Regions from separate parts of the Rattus norvegicus genome. Here region 2 is linked to region 1. The links are chromatin contacts, called in public Hi-C maps. All regions are on one chromosome and are shown on one strand. The core of a region is the stretch at or near the end of the contact, and the rest is flanking DNA. Distances in the headings are between cores, read along the strand shown. Region 1 has its middle 180 kb from the start of Cpe. Region 2 holds the start of Tll1 (tolloid-like 1).

The links. A called contact is a pair of places that touch in the nucleus more often than the background predicts.
Region 2: a Hi-C map of psoas muscle shows a contact between it and region 1, with 2.1 times the contacts expected there. The contact joins the promoter of Tll1 here to the enhancer-like site in region 1. A contact is called at or near these places in 2 of 12 Hi-C or Micro-C datasets (frontal cortex and psoas muscle).

The regions. Positions count from the first base shown.
Region 1 is chr16:29,978,596-29,981,538 of GRCr8, reverse strand. No RefSeq gene overlaps it. Among named protein-coding and RNA genes, the nearest start is that of Cpe, 180 kb to the right of the region's middle. Within about 2 kb of position 1,553, at least 4 of the 93 cell types and tissues checked have an H3K27ac peak or open chromatin away from gene starts, as enhancers often do.
Region 2 is chr16:30,274,008-30,276,950 of GRCr8, reverse strand. Tll1 (tolloid-like 1) reads right to left here and starts at 1,459. Exons shown (of 21, transcript NM_001106081.2): 1 at 672-1,459. The coding sequence starts at 840.

The DNA of each region.
Region 1 (2,943 bases), core at 304-2,803:
ATACCCATGTTATTTTTCTATTTCCTTCTTCCAAGTACATTGGAAAGGACAGGATTTCACACAGGAAACACTTAATGATAATATTTGGAAGAAACCTGCTGACTTCGTAAGATGCAGTTGGCCAAGATTCAGCTCAGAAATACCCGGGGAAGTAAAAGCCTCCTAGAGTTACCAAGATGAGGTTTCTGTAAGTAATGAAGCTGCCCATAAAGGGCAGGGTACAATATCACTTACAAAGGAAAAAAAGAAAACATTAGCAAAACTGAAAGCAGCCTGCGAGTGTGGGGCACAGGTGTGCCACAAAGCAACTAAAGTGTCACTCTACAGCGAATGCGGTCCATGAGGGCTCTTGGGACAGATGGTGGTGACAAAGGGAGTCAGAAGGAAAAAAGACTAGAAGAAATGAAGAAAAGGGGAAGATGAAAATAAAGGAGCACAGGGAATGGCCATCCAGAAGGGAAGTCAGCAAAGTAGTAACAGACACTCCGCAGTCATGGTGATTCCCTGAAATGCCAACTGATGGGTTCCCAGTGGAAATGCTTACCAAAGGCCTGGCAGAATGCTCTTCCAGAAGTCATTTACATTATTGATAATTGTAAAGTGCAGTGCCCAGAGCATAAAGTCCTTACTTCTTTTGTTTCATAAGGGCACAAGTACGAAGGAAGATTTGTATTCGTTGCTTCCTAAAGGAATATGAACAGACATTTGTTTTGTTTTGCTTTGTTTTACTTCTTCTTGTTAAACTCATCAGAGAACAAATTCCAACTAGGTAACAGCCAAGGTTAGATATTAAGACTATTATTACTAACCTTTGTCAGTGGTGGTATTTTGGCTTGGTTTCAGACTACTTAAGACTATTTTATCATCATGTAGCCTAGGCGTGCTTTGAATTCATTATGGAACTCAGGTCGGCCTTGAACTCGTCATCTTCCCACTTTGCCATGTGAAGCTCTGGGACATGTGCCACCATATCCAGCTAGGTTATTAATCATTTAAACGTTGGTAGAAACTATCATGTTTTTATAGGTTAATAAAAAAATAACTTAAATGGCAACCAAAATTCACATCTAACCTGGTGAAGAAATGAAATTTCCATATGCAAATGTTGGGAGATTTTATAAAGGCTAAGTCCTGACAGGAAGTAGAGGGAAACCCCTTATTTTCCCAACACTGTTGATACTGAATAAAAGGCTGAGAATTAAAAATGGGAGTATCAAGATACTTCCTCATGGGGCGATGAGTCAAGGAAGAGAAGGAACATGATACAACACTGATAATTAATCAAAGCTTATGAAGACATGCCCATGATGGTCTAGTAGCAGAGAGCTGGAGTTTCTAATCCTGGAGGTTTCAGAGTGACTATGAAGGGACATATGGCTTCACTTCAACTAAGAACAGGAGAGATACAGGTCCAATACAGGAGTATCAAAACTTTCTCTAAATAAACAGAAATAGAATTTGCCACTGCTGAAGAGCTGGAGACGCACATGTGTGGGATGAGGGGAGTAGGCTTACAGTGACCCTGGCTGGCCTCGGCAGACCTGTAGCACAGCGCCTGATTCTGGCACAAAGCCCAGGCTTCCAGCTGACAGGTGTGTATCCAGAAAGGAAAGCCAGCTCTATGTGAGATTTCACACGCTTCCCTCCTAAAACCTTCCCTAATGTAGATCTCAGATGCACAAGTCACTGCCCAAACTAACTCCTTGCCAGGAGAATTAATTATACTGGTAAGTGCTAATCCCATAGCCAGGAAGTGACTGCAAAAGGCTTCACTTCCAGAAGAAAATCAAACATAATTCTCTGTAGTTCTCTTTGAACCACTACACGGCCATTACCTTCAATAATTTTACTAGTGGTTTACAAAACGTAACAATTAGTGTTTTGCTAAGTAGGCCTTAGCCCTGTTTTATTTTGTCATAATAGGCCTTGAGTGAATTAGGCCTACATAGGAAAGAATGTTCCTGTCTCTTTTTGGAGGATGAATCGAGTCTTAACTGCATGTTTTGATTAACATAAATGAACCCAAACTAAGGGGTGGGGTCCAGCTCAGTGATACAACACTTGCTTAGCAGTTTCAGAACTCAAGGCTCAATCTCTATTTTATTCTTCTTGGTATATACTCAATATGCATACATATGTGTATATGTACATCACGTACATGTACGTATATATACATGTCATCACCATCGTGATACATGTATCATCACTATGTTTGAATGAGGTGTATGCCATCAATAACTACATGAAGGCAGTTGTGTAGGCTTCGTGCTTGGCAGAGACATTGACGTAATATGTATCAGGAAGTGACTGTTACTGGCTTCTATTCAGGGAGTAAAACGGAAGGGATATTGTTTTTCACAGAGTTCCATCAGTATCAGTCACACGCTGTGAAATGTCATCCAATCATTTCCTGCCTGATAATTCTTGCTAATACTTAGTCCCTTGACAGGACTGAGGTATTCATCACTTAGAAGGAGAACAGAACCCAGAACCAAAAGAGAACTGTATTGCTAGAGTTACAAAACAAGTCTTAGCTTACATTTGGAAGATCCAGGATTTGAAGAAGAATTTGTGTAGCCTAAAGAAGCCATGGTGAAGGTCTAGAATATAGAGATTGTGAGAGAGAACCATAGTACACACAAGGAATAAGGGAAACTATCTTTTTCCACCCAGTTAGAAGGAGGGATAATTGTTTCTTGGATTCAGAATTGCTACCACAGATGAGGTAGAGCAGGTGAAGATGTTAGCACACGATTCACTCCCTTCTCCAGTTAAAATTTCAAAGGACAGAGATGCACAGCTAGGTCTGTGACTCTCATACCAGAAAATTCGAGACTATGCTGTACTATCTACCAAAGTGAGGGATAGGCCCAGAAAGGAGAAGGTAGAACTGTGTCATTATTCCTCTGTTTGGATTTTACTTCCTACAGAGTTCAGTGTTTT
Region 2 (2,943 bases), core at 210-2,709, 300 kb before region 1:
GCTCCAGGGAGTATTTTCAGGAAGACACAAATTTGAATGGGGTAGCAACTTGGTATAAATATTTTTAGATTTATTTTTAAGTGGGAGAAAATAGTAACTCCAATCTTATCTACAATTGAGTTCTTTTTAGGTTGTCACAACACTGATGCTTCTGGCCTGGAACTCACACTTAAACTCTTGGTAAAACAAGGAGTGAGAGTGCCCAGAGGTAGCGACGCTATCTCCACCCACCTTTTGGAAAACTCTGCCCACTCGGTCATGAACAGATGCTGGCAAACCTCGTCCTGGAACAGCGGAGGTCTTGTCCCTTCCTGGTGCATTGAACCCACTTCGTGCTGGCATTTAAAACCCACAGAAGCCAGCTGTGTTTATGACTTGTTTAATTTCACAGGGGATGGGGGAGGGATCAGAAACTCCAGGACGGGACGTTTGCCTCTAGCGAGGGGGACCAGTGCTTGGCATCTGATCCTACCAGCACAGAACTCCAGGGAACTTGGGCCGCTCAGGGTGGAGAGGGAGGAAGGAAAAAGGAGGGGGAGAGAGGAGGGGCGACGACGGAGGGGCCGAAGAGGAGAGAAGGAAACAGGTGAGCTCCCACTGCCTCTAGTAGGAGACTCCAGCACCTTGGTCCCCAGCAGCGCGCCACAGTCCCAACTTAGACAGGCACTTACCAGCTTTGCACGGGTCCTTGTAATCTATAGGCTCCGTTTTGTCCTCTTCGTTCCCATCAAAAGTGTAATCATAATCGAGGCCAGTGCAGACCCACAGCTCCCGGGAGAAAACAATACCCGAGACCACCAACCACAGAAGCATCCTAGGGGAGAGCGCTTGCAAACCCATCCTCCTCCCCTAGAGGAAGGAGGGGACCAGACCCCGAGGGCCGCGTGGATATGCGGGGCTCTAGGGACAGTGCTCTTCTCCCCACTGGGAGGATCCTCGGAAAGACCTGAGTGTTCAGGTGTCCGGAGACATGCGGGTGTCTTCCGGACCCTAGAGAGGGCAAACGCTGCCTGGCTCCCCCGGATGCTGGGGAACTTGGCCAGGGACCCGCGGGTGGGCGGAAGGCAGGTGAGGAGCTCGGCCCAGGGCAGCCGCAGCCAACCCGGCACGGTCCAGGTCGTCCTTCCAGCGGCCGAACTTCCCGCGATCGCGATCGCGACCGGCCGCGGCGAGAGGCGCACGGCGGGCTCAGCTGCCACCGGAGCTCCGGCTCCTGCGCCGCGCCCCCGCCGCTGTCAGGACCCCGCGGCCGAGCGCGAGCTGCAGCCGCCTGCGCCCGCCGCTGCCGCTGCCGCCGCCGCCGCTCCGGGAAGATGAATCCGGTCTGCACATCAGCACATCTGAACTGAAAGGGGAGACCGAGGAAGGGGGTGGGAGCCAGGCATTTCTACGCCGCCAGACCTTAAAAGCCTGCAGAAGCTAGGGAAGCTCTCGACTGCCCGGAGAGCAAAGGGGTGTGAGGATTTGGAGTGCCTCTTTCCCCCCTCCAGGCTGTCTTTTTTACCCTCTTCCTAACTTGAAAAAAAAAAAAATCTTCGCAGCATCTAACCCAATCACTCGCATCCTGCTTACTTATTCATACAATCAGGGTCAGGATCCGGGCCCCAGCCTCCTCTCTGACTTCGTTTGATAGCCTTATACAAACAAACAGACACGAGCGCGCTGGCATTTCCATTTCTATTTTACTAAAGATAAAAAAACCGAATGCATTCCGCATTTGTGTCCACGAACAGCAATTAATAGATGAGGTACGTGTCAGAGCAGAGCGCCAGACCGGGGGTGGCGCGAGGGATCGTGACAACTTCGCTGCAAATCTCTCTATCCTGCCCCCCCGCCCCACCCCCAGATAAATAGGCGGTATGTGTTTCTTTCCCTTGCTGCTGTTGAACCTTCCTACCTCAAGGGTGGAAGAAAAAAGTATCTGACCTTTCTCTGTTTGGGTAAGAAAACAGACTTCTGTCCAAAGTCTCCTAACCAACAAAGTTTTACTAAGAACTAGAGAAATTAATTTAAAAGAAAAAAAATCGAGTTCCAGATCGCACCAGCAGGAAACGCTAAGCCCTCGCTGATGGGCTGGAGCTAGGGCTCACGTGGGCGCTGGAAGGGAAGTTGGAACACTAGCCACGCAAATTTTCTGACAGTTCTGGAGCCGGTGCCCAGCGCCTCCTAGTACCCTTCGGCTTCACTTGTTTGATTTCCTCCCTAGGACGGTGTGTTAAGAGCCGGCAGCTGGATCAGAGAGGTAAACCACTCCTCAGCCCAGCAGACTCAAGACAAACACAGGTTGTGGGAAATTGAGGAAGGGGGAAAAAAATCAGAGGAAATCTCTGAAAAAACCCCTGGTGTGAGCAATTCCGAGGTTTCCCCACATCTGTAAGTAGTTTCCAAAATAGGTGAGCCGACTTCCCCCACCCCCAAGCTTCCGGGGGCCTGGAGAGCTGAGTTTTCCTTTTCTAACACGACTTTACTGTCACTTTAGCAGGGACTATCTTCTGGTGCCTTTGTATCTTTATTTGAGGAACCCATCCCGGTTCCAAGTAGACATTTAGGCAAAAGTAAGGAGCCAGGGAGTCAGTCTCAGTCTCTCTCTCTCTCTCTCTCTCTCTCTCTCTCTCTCTCTCTCTCTCTCTCTCTCTCTCTCTCTCTGTATATACATGTGTGTTTATGAGAGAGAGAGTCTTTGTGTCTGTCTCTCTTAGGATAGGAAGAAACAACCTTCGCTTGTATACTTGCAGCAGAAAAGTAAGCAGATAATCTGGAGGACAACATACTGTTTTCTTCTTGAAGGAAAAGGGTAGGAGGAACCAGAGGTAAATGGAAGTGATTGTTTCCCCTTAGCAAAGTTAGGGTTTCTTGAAAACCACCACAATGATGTTCTCTTTCTGTAGATCTTAAACATCTAACCCCTTCCTATAGAGCAGACCCAGACCACAGGTTTAAAAA